2 separate regions of the Hordeum vulgare genome follow, and region 1 is linked to region 2. The links are chromatin contacts, called in public Hi-C maps. All regions are on one chromosome and are shown on one strand. Each heading gives the region's core, a stretch centred on a gene start, on an enhancer-like site or on the middle of the called end of the contact. The rest is flanking DNA. Distances are from core to core; before and after follow the strand shown. Region 1 holds the start of LOC123404960 (UTP:RNA uridylyltransferase 1-like). Region 2 holds the start of LOC123402047 (eukaryotic translation initiation factor 3 subunit J-A-like).

The links. A called contact is a pair of places that touch in the nucleus more often than the background predicts.
Region 1: a contact with region 2 is called in a Hi-C map of leaf, with 7 times the contacts expected there. The contact joins the promoter of LOC123404960 here to the promoter of LOC123402047 in region 2. A contact is called at or near these places in 3 of 6 Hi-C or Micro-C datasets (leaf and seedling).

The regions. Positions count from the first base shown.
Region 1 is chr6H:23,291,413-23,299,177 of MorexV3_pseudomolecules_assembly, forward strand. It overlaps LOC123404960 (UTP:RNA uridylyltransferase 1-like), which reads right to left and starts at 5,477. Exons shown (of 6, transcript XM_045098855.1): 1 at 4,758-5,477; 2 at 4,263-4,625; 3 at 3,943-4,166; 4 at 3,764-3,827; 5 at 3,052-3,248; 6 at 2,247-2,930. The coding sequence starts at 5,477. The coding sequence ends at 2,717. LOC123401403 (protein DETOXIFICATION 46, chloroplastic-like) reads left to right here. Exons shown (of 14, transcript XM_045095189.1): 10 at 136-264; 11 at 815-892; 12 at 1,125-1,196; 13 at 1,612-1,674; 14 at 1,768-2,306. The coding sequence ends at 1,869.
Region 2 is chr6H:23,006,253-23,013,048 of MorexV3_pseudomolecules_assembly, forward strand. It overlaps LOC123402047 (eukaryotic translation initiation factor 3 subunit J-A-like), which reads left to right and starts at 5,024. Exons shown (of 6, transcript XM_045095906.1): 1 at 5,024-5,272; 2 at 6,292-6,410. The coding sequence starts at 5,260.

The DNA.
Region 1 (7,765 bases), core at 4,227-6,726, 290 kb after region 2:
ATCAACATGTGCTGCACTGATGGTGCTTTGATTGACTTAATTAGTGGCTGCATTTTACCGTAGTTATTTCTACATCAATCTGTATGAATATTATGTTCATTACTCTGAATGATACTGAAGGTACCTTTAATCTAGGCAAGGATGCTGCTCAAGTCACTCGTAATTATTGGAGCTATAGCTGGACTGACTGTAGGAACGGCTGGAACGATTGTTCCATGGCTTTTTCCTAGTATGTTTACCAATGATCAAATGGTTGTACAACAGGTATGAAGTACTGCTTTAATATTTGCATGTTGTGGAAGTACTTCAGATACGGATTGCTCCTCAGAAACAATCAGTATGCCAGTTGTCTATGTACATGTTGTTTCCAAGTGTCTATAACTTGTTGTAAAAGCTATCTTTCACCATATATAGTATCGTATCTCTTGAATCGACATTTTTTTATCGTGCATTGTTGAATACTCAGCGCTCCTATCCAAGGGATCCCGTTGGACCTCTTATGGATTGAGGAAGCAATAAAAAGTATATCAATCTAGCCCTTTTTTCCTCCTCGCCACTGCACTATGGCTTCCATCATGGCATGCTTGCACCCGGATCCAGGGACATCTAACTCTGGTCCATGGCATATACGAATCTGCTTACTAATTTATTGCTAATTCTGATTTTGATTTTAAAAGGCTGTCTTCATAATATCAGTCTGTTAACTCTTTGGAGAATTAACTTGGTTTCTTGGCAGAAAGTTGCATGCTTTATTTCCATGACTACCATAATTTTGTGTGAGAAACTAATAATTCCGCTGCACTATTTTTAACAGATGCACAAAGTGCTGATTCCATATTTCACTGCATTGTTCGTGACACCTTCAGTACATAGCCTCGAAGGAGCATTACTGGTAAGTTGGTAGTATACTTCATTTGGCTGATCCTGTAACCATCATTTAATGCGGTAACCATCTTGACTTGCTATGATACTACAGTGACAATTATAACAGATTAAAGGGCCTATTCTGCTAAGTTTATAAGATCAATGTTGAGAACCTAGCATTGGCTGGAGGATTTCCTGAAATTTCTGATGTTTTTTTTTCTTTTTTTTCCAATATCTGATGGTTCTCTTTTTGTCCTCAGGCTGGAAGGGATCTCACGTATTTGAGTCAATCAATGGGTGCATGCTTCTGCGTTGGAACCTTTCTTCTACTGGTAATGTCTGTTCCCTTATTTCCTTCTTCTGCGAGACCTCATTGGGCTATCACTTTTTTATTTTTCTAATTTAAATAAAGATAACATTGATAAAGGATATGCCAACTCGAGAAAGAAAAGAAGGATCTGAATATTTTGAATCTCAGGTCTGAACCATGGAAAAATAGGACCAAAATTTGCTATGTACTGATAACTATCTATCTACCTCTGTATGCTCGTGAATGTTGTTGGTTGATAAAGCTGTTAGATCGCTACCCAGCAAGTAAAAGAACAAAAACTCAGATGCCATCTTGAATAGGTTCTTTTGTTTTCAGTTGTTTTTTGTAGTATATAAGTTTTACAGTAATACATACTTTTTGCGATGGGATACTCTTCTGACAATGATGGTTTATTTTTTCTTGTTTCGTATCTAAAGCTTGTCCGTGAAAAATTTAGTAGCTTGACACTATGCTGGTGGGTACTCGTCTTCTTCCAGTGGGTATGTTCATTTCTGTAAAATGTGTTATATTTAGAATGCGACGTCTTACGATAGCCCTAATCTGGTCTCTTTGAACAATTTTCCCAATTCCAGAGTCGGTTTGGAAGCGCTCTACAACGGCTTGTTTCTCCAACAGGCATGTTGTATAACGAAAATTTCAACCAGCCTGAGCAAGTCAAAATGAAGGCCACATAGGAGGATGTATTACTGGTTGAAAGAGGACGACAAATACATGCATGTTTTGCAATCCTGTAACCATCATTCTGAAAGGAGTTATGATTAGAGCAGGAGCTGCACATGTTAACATTGGAAGCAAAGTTCAAGACCTGCTCATTGTCTTTAGGGCTAGGAAAGTCCATTTGGCTCTAGGGTGGAAATCAGTCTCCTAGCCAAAATTTCAGGTGTTTTTGATGTTTAGTTTTCGTAATTGTAGGGCTCGAAAAGGGTTGCCAAATTTTCAGGTGTTTTTGATGTTTAGTTTTCGTAATTGTGTCTTTCTATCCTAGGGACCTTCATCCCGCGCTTTACTGCTGCAGAAAAGGTGACTGTAAAAGTGCAGTTACGCAAGCATGTAAAGAATTTTGTTGGTTTAAGAATTACAAAATGGTCAAAAATGTCCATGTTTTTTGTTACAACATGAGCAAATACGAATGTTGAAAATATCCTGGAAAGTGAGATCCTCGAGTTTTCATACTGTGAATCCATGCAGTTGCATGCCATAAAGAAGGGTTTGAGATTGCTCTTTTCAGGTGACCAGAGCATGGAACATGAGAGTGTACTGGTCACAGTGAACTTCTTTGCAGCCTGCAGCTGGCACAGCTCATCTTCCAGCAGAGCATAGTCCTACCAAATCAGTTTTCTCTGCAACGAATCACGGCACATCTTCTGGCAGGTGAATGCACCTGACCCGGTTTCATCTTTTCTTTAATGCAAACCCAGTTCATTCATTTCTTCTGTTTACCAGAATGTTCAAATAGTTCATCATCACAACCTTCGCCTTCCTGGCAGAAATGTTATCTGAATTTTCAGGTGTTTTTGATGTTCAGTTTTCGTAATTGTAGGGCTCGAAAAGGGTTGCGCAGGGGTCGTCGTCATGCTGCAGTACGGCAGCAGCCCGCTCAAACTCCTCCCTGACGATCCTGATTGTCTGTCTGTCGACTACGCGTCCCAAGTCATGGCCGGTCTCGAAAGGGTCCTCGATGCAGATCAGATGGCGGTCGTTTCCGATGCGAGTCGTCCAGTTCTTCTCCTTCTTGCTACATGTCGTTGCGCCATCACACCAGGTGAGAATTTTAGAAAAAAACTTATAACCTAGATTAATTAAATCGACATGGAATTCTTGGTTTGGAAGAAGAATGCTGGTCCTTAATTACCTACCTGATTATCTTCCCCATGCAGATGGAGATGACATCTTTCCTGTAATCGTGCTGGAATGCCCAGTAGTGGAAAAATGCCCAGAGTAACTCCGCGATGGTCTCCTTGTTTTCAGCCCCAAAATCGCGAAGCTGATCAACCTCATCGAAATAAGCGCACTCAGTGTCATCAACAACCATGGTATATGTGGGCTCCATTGCCTGAAAATGTGGGGAAATGAGGTAGCATTAGTTGCATCAGGATGAAATGGACCAGACCGATGCATATCATGAAGCTGAAAGCATGGACAAGAACTTTCATGTTCCCTTCCGACTTACCTGGTAACTATAAATACAGCAAACCAAAAATGATGAAATATATGACAAAATAACCTACTACATCTGAGAAAAACTGAAAATAAAAAGAGAAAGAAGAAAAGAAAATCAACAAACCATAATTGAATGATGGTGATGAGCCATCCAAATACAATCATCCATATCATATTCATGTACAGTGTCAAATGGAGCAAACCCATGACGACTAGAGGACATAATTCTACCATAAAATAAAAGAAAAAGAATATTATATTAAACCGAAAATAAATAAATAGGAAAAATAGTGGATTTATAAAATTGGATAAATTTTACAAAGTGCACTTGGAAGTTCAGTGGTTTCTGCATTGGCACAAAGAAGATGATACATGAAGAAGTTGATGCAACAGAAGTAAGGTACATACCTGCAAACAGGGAAGAATCTTGGGCTCTCTCAGCTGCAAGAAACTGATGCACATGAGCACATACCTGCAATTTTCATATTAACAAGTGAGGCCCCATTTTTTGAGGAAAATCATATAAACATGATGATCTAAAAAACAAACTAATATAAACATGAATCCATCATAATCATTTAACTTACGCATAGCTGGAGAGGGTTCCGCGGTATGTCTCATTGACACCCCTCAGTTTGGCCCAGTGCTTGACAATGGAGGCCAGCTGAAGCAATCTACCATCTATCTGGGCATAATCCTTGAGAAGCTTTGTGTTGGCGACAGCAAATAGATTGTTGATGCAAATGTCACAAGAGAAGCCACTCCCTGCATCCAACATCCTCACAATGGGCACTCTAGCACTGGTAATCGCCTGCAAGGATGATAAAGATCAAACCAACAACCTCAATAAACAATGATTTTTTACAACAGATTTTTGCAAAGCTACATATAGTGAAGGCTTACTTACCTCCACACTGTCAAAATTATCACCGCGCAGGATCTCCGCCAGCCGCAGAAGAAGCTCCACCTCGCTCCCCGTGCCGATATCGATTTCGAGGCAGACATCGACATCGCTGTGGGAAGTCCCAAAGGAATTGGCGCATGATCCATAGAGATGCAGCTGGGCGTTGGGCCATTCTTTGCTCACTGACTTTGTTATGGAGTCTATGAGCTGGCTCTGCTTGGACATGTGCTCCTCTGATGGCTTGAGGGATTCATAGACGGAGAGCAGGCCCGAGGCAAAGGTGCCGATGTCATGGCGGCATTCCATCCATCCTGTGCGTGTTCTGATTTGCAGGCGCCGTGACTGGTTCGACTGCGACATGGCGTTCTGCATAGCCAAGAAACATGATCAAGTTAAGCTGGAATTGTTTTTGGGGGCAAATCAGATGTGATTGCAGTGTGCAATCCAGTTCCACAGATCATTTGAAGAGGGGGGTGGTTTTGGGGGGGTTTCCACTACCTCGCTTGAATGCTGGTCGCCGTCACTGTCATGGCACTCTTGGTCACCGGCGATGAGGAGAGAATCCTCCAATTCCTCCCCGAGACGCCGGGCATCGCCGTCTTGTTCGCCGTCGTCAGGTTCCAGCTGCTCTTCCCCTTCGATGCTCCCCCCGGCCTCGTCCCCGCCCGCGTACCCCCCGCCCACGGCCGCCTGGTCGTCGGCGTCGCTGCCGCCACCCCCGCCCTTCCTCTCCACGGCAACCCACACCCTCTTCTCCCTCCGCGCCGCCGCCCGCCTGTCCCCGACGCGGGCCTCGCCCCCGTTCGCCTTCACGGGGAGGCCCCCGCCCGCCCTCCGCCTATCGGGGCCCGCGCGGGCCCTGCTGCCCGCGAAATCCCCGACCCTCCGCCTCGCCTGGCCGCCCCGGCCGGCGGGGAAGCGGCCCGCATTGCGCGGGGCGCCGGCGGCCGGGTGAACGCGCCGCGTCGGAGGGGTTGGGAAATGGGGCGGCGGCTGCGGCTGCGGCCGCGGAGGGAGCCAGGCGGGGCGCGTGGGGGCCACGATGAAGAGGCGCTCGTCGGGGGGGAGCGGGCCCGGCTGGGGCGGCGCGACGAGGCAGTGCGGCGGGGCGAGGCGGGCGGGAGGGCCGGGCTCGGGCTTGGGCTTGGGCTTGGGGGCCGGGAGGAGGAAGCGGAGGAAGGCGCTGTCGGCGAGGGGCTTGGCGTCGCCGCCGGCCATGGCGCGCGGCGAGGCTGGAGTGGTGGTTCGCGATTCCAGAGAGAGAGAGAGCGAGGAAGGCGTGAGGTCGGTCGTGGAGTGTGTGAGTGCGGGAGGAGTATAAATTGATAATATGACACACGTTTTCTCGGACTTTGATCCTATGACACATCTTTCTTTTTGTTTGATTAGATGACACATCTTTAATTGATAGCTAGATTAAATGACACAAATGAAGTTTTTCTCTAATTTTCCAAGTTTAGGCCTTCACGTCATAATTTGTAGGACGTTTTTGCCCCTGATCCTCATTTCACATAGTTTGATCGTTGGTTCCCGGTAGAACGAGAAGCACAGAACGCGTCGCCGTCGGAGCTGTTCGTATGAACCAGGTGATCCTGCTGCATGCCTCCTTCCCGACGCGTCGCCACCTCTTGCTATCTCCTTTCCGTCACTGGTGCGGCCGTGTCGTCGCCAGAGTGTGCCATGCGTATGAGGAGCTCTATAGACTGTAGGTCTTTGTTAATAGCTTATTACTATTGGATATAGATGATGATTGTTGTTGGATGTAGCTTCCCGCTGTTGTTGTTTGAAGCAGCATATGGCCAGCAACAAAATACTATAACTGTAGCCATCACTTGATAGTTTTGCATGAACTTACGTACAGTTTTGTTTAAAACGTACAGTTTTGTTTAAAAAATTGACATACTTTTCACCAATTTTTGACATGATCTCTCTTTATTTTTGTACCATTTTCACAGTTCACAATAATATATATGTGAGTCCACAAAATCAACAGAATAAGGTGCATATATATGTACCCATAGACTTGAAATCCATAATTCATAGGTATGAATTTTGATTTAAAGTATAACGTGAGTCATTCTCAGAAGTTGCATTCAAAAGCATAAAGTGAGTCTTTGTTTCACTACACACGAAAAATATCGCAAAAAGACACAGGACAATAATTCAGTCCAAAGCATCAACTTCATCAACACGTGGCATCAATTTCATGAAGATCACTACACGCACAAGAAATCATAACATGGTATGCTACACTGTTTTTCTCTTCAGCGATCAAACCATGCAACTGAAATAATGATCAGGAGCAAAAACGTCCTACAAAATATGACATGAAGGCCCAAACCTAGGAAATTAGAGAAAAACTTCATTTGTGTCATTTAATCTAGCTATCAATCAAAGATGTGTCATCTAATCAAATAAAAAGAAAAATGTGTCATAGGATCAAAGTCCAAGAAAACGTGTGTCATATTATCAATTTACTCCGGGAGGGAGCGCCTCGCCTCTTGGATGCAGCGTGACTGTGCGTGTGTGTGTGTTGGGTTGTGACTTGTGAGGGGCTTCGGGTCAACCCCCTCTCTATAGATAGAAATAGAACCATGTCCATATTATTATTTCTCGAGAAAACTTCCAATATACTCCCTCCGTTTCTAAATATAAGTCTTTGTAGAGATTTCACTAGTAGACTATATACGGATGTATGTAGACATACTTTAGAATATAGATTCAATCATTTTGCTCCGTATATAGACTCTTAGTGAAATCGCTAAAAAGACATATATTTAGGAACGGAGGGAGTATTTATCATTAATCACGGTAGTACAACAAAAAATTAATAATAAATACATTCAAATTTCATAGACCACCTAATGAGGACTACACACATTGAAGCGAGCCAAAGGTGTGCTGGTGTCGTCATCCCTTCCTCGTCAGAGCCGAATAAAGCTTGTTATAGTAGGTAGTCGAAAAGTCTTGCGCTAGGACCTCATAAGATCAACATAGTAGAACATCAACATAGATCGAAATGATCCAATGTCGTTGATGAAAAGTAGCGTAGATAGAAATGATCCGACCTAAAAACATATGAACATGGGTGTACTATGACCAGATCCGAGCAAATCCGTCGAGGACAGATCCGTCAACGACGCACATCCACACGCCTTCGATTATGCTAGACACACCACGGGGACGCGGGCTAGACGAAAAGAACCTTATTCCATCTTTACAGAGTCTGTCATCGTCTAGTCTTACTAGGCAGGGCACAAAACTTAAAGGAACATTTAAAAACAGAACCCTCCCGCAGTCAAGGGCCGGGATCCATCGCATTTTCATGACGCTAACGTCGCCGGAGACGAGACGGGTTGGCGGAGGCTGCGTATAGCTAAGTTACTTTTCTTTAGTTAACTAGACACAACCATGTCCATATGTTATTACCACAAAATAAACAAATGCAAAAATGATGTTAAAATAATCTGTCGGTGGATTGTTTTTCGAGAATGCCGAGTATAATG
Region 2 (6,796 bases), core at 3,774-6,273:
GAAAACTGCAGTTTCATAAACTGTTATTTTCACTAAGTCTGATACTGTGTGTGAGAAGTCATTTCGTGACTTCTTTTTCTAGTGATCCATGCTGCCATGCTAGATGTTGTTGGTTGTATGTTGTAGTGCTTCTTGTCCTCTATCGTGTCATGTCTTGGTTGAATATATTGTAGTTGAGTAACTCGTAGTTGTGGGGTGTAGAAAATGCTATGTGGCTGATTTTGGTAGATTGTAGTGATTTCTTGTTTTGCTCGTAGTTGTTGATCCGTAGCTCCGTTTTGATCGTGTCCTATATGAAACTTGCTTAGAATCTCGTGTAGTTTCATTTTATCTTGCTGGTTGTATGTTTTGAAGTGCTCGTGACTGTCATTGCACACATTTTGTATTCATGCCATCATATCTTGCAGTGTCCGTATCTTTTGAACCGTAGCTTCGTTGGAGATGTTCTTTATGTATAAATTGCTTGTCACGATGCGTAGAATCATGTGAACCTATTTGTTTTACTGTTTAACAACTATTTAAATGTGTTAGTTCAGATCTGGATAGAATTGTTAATTAACTTGTGAGGTCGTCTCGGAGATGCTATATGTCATTTCCGACCTCATTTAAAATGCCTAGATAGGTAGTTTAATTACGCTTCACCTCTTGCCATGTTTAACCACATTTAGTATTGTCGTGTACCTAATCGAGAGTGGACTAAATAAGTCGTATGTGGAGTTTCGTCAATATGCAATTCGTTGCATATTGAACTTCACTTAATGTGTAGTGTTTGATTGTGTGATTTGTCATACCGTGACTTGCATGTAATCAACTGCTCATGCATCATATGTGTTGTGCATCGTGTGGTGAATATCTGTGTTGATGCTTGTTTCCGGTTTGCTTCGTCTCGATAGAGTTCCATAAGCGTGACAGATTGTGAGGACCCGTTCGACTACATCGGTCTGTCTGCTTCACGGAGTCATTCTTCGTCTCAGCGGGATCTCGGGCAAGATGACCATTTCCCCAAATACCATTACTATCATTGTCATGCTAGTTTTATTGCTTCTATCGATTATGTCTCGTTGCCTACCACATGTTAAATATCAGCCTCTCAACAATGCCATGAAAAGCTTCAACCTCTTCAACCTAGCAAACCGCTGATTGGCTATGTTACCGCTTACTTAACCATGTATTAGCATTGCTAGTTGCAGGTGCAGTTGCTTCCATGTGATAACATGGGTTCCTTGTTATATCACCATATAAATGCTATTTAATTTAATGCACCTATATACTTGGTAAAAGGTGGAAGGCTTGGCCTTTCTAGCCTGGTGTTTTGTTTCACCTTTGCCCCCTTAGTCTCGGCTACCGGTGTTATGTTCCATAATTGAGCGCTCCTAACACGATCGGGGTTTTTATGGGGACCCCCTTGATAATTCGTCTTAGATTAAAGCTAGTCTGGCAAGGCCCAACATTGGTTCTACATTTGCCCAACATAATAATTTTGATAATACTGAAAGCATAGGGCGTCATGAACCCGAGGAGTAATTTCACATAATACAGGGAGGGCCAGTGCTGATGATGCTGGTCCAAAATAGAGCACTGTGCGGGGCCAACCCAGGGCAACTCGGGAGATTTCTATCAGGCCACCGTACGCGTCGCTCATCCGTCGTGTCCCGAGAACGAGATACGCGGCTCCTATCGGGATCGTCGACACGCCGGGCGGCCTTGCTGGATTAGTTTTACCTTTGACGAGATATCTTGTGCATCGGGATTCCGGTGATGCTTTAGGTAATCTCATAGTTGAGGTTTTCCACTAAGAAGTCCGACGAGATCGCGAGTGTCGTGATCGAGGATTTCTATGCGGCTTGTGGTAATTTGTGATGGACTAGTTGGAGCACCCCTGCAGGGTTAAATCTTTTCGGAAAGCCGTGCCCGCGTTTATGTGGCAACATGGAAACTTTGTTTAACACTGGTTCTAGATAACTTGAAGTTAATTTAATTAAAATATGCCAACTGTGAGCGTAACCGTGACTGTCTCTTCCGTGAGTTCCTTCTCCGATCGAGGACACGGCGGGGTTATGTCTGAAGTAGGTAGGTGTTCAGGATCATTCATTTGATCAAACGTAGTTCACGTCCGCTATGCGTAGATCTTCCCCCTCTTTTTCTTGTACTCGTAAGTTTAGCCACCAAATATATGCTTAGCCGCTGATGCAACCTCACCACTTAACCATGCCTCACCCATTAAGCTTTGCTAGTCTTGATATCTTTAGAAATGAGATTGCTGAGTCCCCTGTGGCTCACAGATTACTACAACACCAGTTGCAGGTACAAGTAAAAGTTACTTGACGCGAGCGCGTTGATTGTTCATTTGGAGTTGCTTCTTCTTCTTCTTCTTCATCGATCTAGGATGGGTTCCAGGCCGGCAGCCTGGGATAGCAAGGATGGACGTCGCTCTTCGTTTCTCGTTTGTTTTCGTCCGTAGTCGGACCCTGCTCTTCTTCATGATGATTATGTATTGTACTGCTGTGACTCTGATGTAGCTTGTGGCGAGTGTAAGTCAATTCTATATATATATATCTCTTCTTTCCAGTACTTGTACTTGTAACGATATCCATTCTTGCGACACGACGAGATGCGCTTATATCCCTGACGAGGCCCTCGTGCCAAATTGAGGATAGAGTCGCATCTTGAGCGTGACAAGTAGCCCCAACAAACTGAAAGAAAACCCGAACCATCATCGTTTGACATTATATATATCGAGTAATGAACTAAGAAAATGACCTATGCTGCCGCAATTTTTTTGATAGCAATATTATCACAATGAAGTAGTAATATCCATCTAAATGCACCCATCCATCCATCCATCCATCTAACCATATGAACCCTAGAAAGTGGTCACCTTCGCTACCATTATCATCCTACCTATAAACTATCTACCACACGAACCCTAGAAACTAAAATAAAGAAGGGAGGTAGAGGACCGAGGTTACCTACGACGAAGGGGACTTAGAACGGCAGAGGGGGTCGACGACGGCGTGAGGTAGTGAGGCCTTGCGGCGACAGTGGACAGCCGGGACGGGGAAGGGCCGCCGCATGGGGAGGACGGCCGCGTGGTCACCCACGTGCAGATCCAGCGACGGTGAGTGTCAGAGGCACGATGGCGGCGGCGGGCAAGGCGCACAATGATGGGGGAAGGAACTGACTGGGTGAGTGAGGTGGGAGAGGAATTGAGTGAGTGAGCGGTGAGCGCACGGGGAGAGGACCCAAAAATTGACGCGGGAGAACAGCTGTGGCGAGCGAACAAGCGAGCCCGCCACCATAAATATAAAGAAAATTTGGATGTGTATGACGCAGTTTGCCAATCTATGGTTATGGCGGACGATGACAACCACATGTAAGAGAGAATCAGTGGCGGCACCATCTTGTTGCCCGCCACTACACTGTCGAGCCAATGGGTTATTTTGGAAGAGCCTACCCCATGACGGACGCGAACTATTGCCCGCCACTGGAATGACCTTAGCTGTGGCGGGTGGCCACTGGCACACATCACAACTGTTCTTGAATAATTGCAGTGGCGGGTGTCCCACCATGCCAGTCACTTATAAGTGTTCATCTATAAGCCCATTCCTAATAGTGAAAGTCACCACCAACAATAGAAATGTGATACCATGTGAAATAATGAACGTGAACATATAGATTTTAAGTCATGGTTATTGCATTAAAAGTATGTGTTATTTTCTCTTCCATTACGAGGCACGGGCTCTTTTGCTAATAACCATAAAAGTGATGATAGAAGAAGAGTTCTTTCAAAGCAATCACCGAAGGGACAGTGTTTTCCACATGAAGCCCACTTAGTATACACGCCAAAATGCGATGGAACCCACTTAGTATATACATGAATATGTCGTCGCCTAAAACACATCAAAAAGCAATCATCGAAGGGACAGTCTTTCCACATGAAAGTATCTGTATTTTTTTTAAACATAGTATAAACGCAATCGCTCGTATAAATGCGTATACACTCATCTGTATGAACACATACACACACTCTATCTTACAAGCATCACTGAGAGACTGAGCCGGCATATCATCCTGAGTTTTACGGAATCACTGCAGGCGCCTCGTCGCCGACGAGAACGTCTTCTTTTTCAGTAAATGCACATCGTCAAAAATCTTGAAATAAATCAAAAAATAATACAAACACCACCTTGTAATACTAATCGGTATGAGTCATGACCGCAAAAGCGGTTATTCAAAGAAAAACCTACGAATACTCCCAAGATTTGACTAGAACCCTACGAATTTTCTGATCAAAGCTCATGGAATAGTAACCGCTAACCGGACCCCTGGACTATACCTGGCCAAACGGGCCGTGCCGGCCCGACGGCATGCAGGCCAGGCACGACACAGGCCGGGCCCGACACGGACTAATCGTGCCCGGGCCAGGCACAAGCACGCCATGGGCCGTGCCTGGGCCGCGACCCCCAGCCCGCGTGCCGGCCCGGCCCGACACGATTAGGGGCGCACGAGGCGGCCGATAGATCTGGAGTCGTTCGAGCGGGAGGGGCTGGGCGGGACTCGCGGGAGGGGCGCAAGAAAAATGGAAAAAGGAGCGGCGGCGCGGTCGACTGGGCGGGAGGGGCGCGCGAAAAGGGGAGGGGAGGGCGGGAAAGGGCGGTGGGAGCGCGGGAAAGGGAGAGGGGGCTGATTTTTTTTTTTTTTGCCTTTTTATTTTTTATATCAAAATAGCCAGCGTGCCGTGGGCCTAGCGTGCCGCGGGCCGGCCCGATTAGACCACGTGCCGTGCTTGGGCCTGGGAGGCCAGCACGCGGGCCGGCACGGCACGGCCCGTGTATTAATCGGGCCCAGCCGGGCCGGGCCGTGCCGGGCCGGCCCGTTTGCCCAGGTATGCCCTGGACGCAACTGGTGACGGCATCCGTTCCGTCTCCTCGCGCGCGCGTCTCGTATCTACGCATCGGCCGGTGCGAAAGCCGCCACCCCTCCTCCTCCCCCACCCCCAAACCCAAACCCAACGCAGCACGACACGAGCCAGCCAGGCCGAGAAGGCGACCCAAACAGGCAAGCACACACACAGCCAGCTAGGCAGAGAGCCCGACCCGTCAATCCTCTCCCCTCCAGAACCCTCCCCTCCCCCGCCAGCCGCCGCCGCCGCCGCCCGCCGCGGAAACCCTAGAGCCCTCCCCCTCGACCATCGCCCCGCGCGCCAGCCGCTCCGTCGCGGCCGCCACCCGCTCCAGATCTCGAGGACGTCCGGCCACCATGGAGGACTGGGGTGAGCGCATCCCTCTCTCCCTCCCTCCCTCCCGATCTGCGTGGGAGCCGACGCCCGATTCGCCCCCGATGCGGGCGGGCGGTTCGGTTTTCCGACCGACGAGCCTCCCTTGGGTCGCCGCCGAGTCCCAGGCGCCGGCCGTTTCGCCGGCACGACCGGTCCCGTCGGGCGGTTGGCGGGCCTCTAATGGCCCGTTTGCGCGCGATGAATTTCGGGCGCTGCGGTTGCGCGCGAGATCGGTCCACGCCGCTGCCGAAGTCCAACCGCGTTTAGGGTTCCGGGCGCAGCCGTCAGGAATTTGGGCTTTTGGTACCTGTACGGCGGTTCGCCTGTTTCTTAGCTCTGCGGAGTACATCCACCGGTCCCAGGCACATCGCGTTTCTTGTTTTTTGAGCCCCGGCACCGCCCGTAATCTGTTTGCCCTTTGCATGCTTCTGTTTCGGTACTACAATGTAATGGTTTCGTGCTCTCATCAACCGTTTTGTGCTGCTTTTATCTGTTGAATAAATTACAAGACCCGTAGTGCATTTAGCACGGGTTCTCACTCTTGTCGTAGAAACTAACTAGACAGTTGGATTTTGCATGCCCAACTATGCTTGCTTGGAGCAGACGTTGATAGGTTGAATTATCGCATGGCCTGTGCCCTTCCTAGTTGTGCTGCAAGATGGGTTCCCTGTTGTTTGGACTTAATTAGCCAAATCATTGCACGCACAGTATTTTGATGGTCAATGCGGTGTTGCGAGTCTGTGACCTAGGAATTCAACCTGCCTGTGCAATTTATTTCGGGAGGTTGAGTGAAATATGATGGTGCTTGCCACATTTCATTAAAGACAACTGATAGTTCATTATCAGAGCAGGTTGTAGGAAGCTTTGAAATTGTCAGTCTTTTTATTGAATTTACGATGCTTGTTTGTTCTGACACTTAATATTTCTTTCTTTTATTGAATTTATGATGCTTGTTTGTTCTGACACTTGATATTTCTTTCCCCATCTTGGAAATAATTCAAATGATATTACAGATGCTGATGATTTTCAACCAATCGCACCTGTTGTGAAAGCTCAACCTCTTAAAAGTAACTGGGAAGATGAAGATGCGGATGAAGATGATGTCAAAGAATCTTGGGAAGAGGAGGAGGAGGTACTGGAAAGATTTGGCACACTTTTTAGTGAACATAACACTCCCTTTTCCTCCTGGTCCCACATTTTTCGCAGCTCTTCATTTTACAAAGTAAAATGGGAAATCACCTGGTTATTTTCAGATTTTGTCATTTATTTCTGGGCATTATTAACACTGCAAATATGTGCAAACTAGAAAATAACATTAAACCTGAGGGTTATCAGGGACATGTTTGGCATTTGCCCACTTGTCAAATATAAATTCCACCCCCATGATTTTTGTACTATTGCTGGTAATTTGCCAAGTAATCACCCCATAATTTTTGTACTGTTGCTGGTAATTTGCCAAGTAATCCTTGGTGTTCATTGTCGCCATGAATTTCAATTTATGTCACTTCAACGTGTACA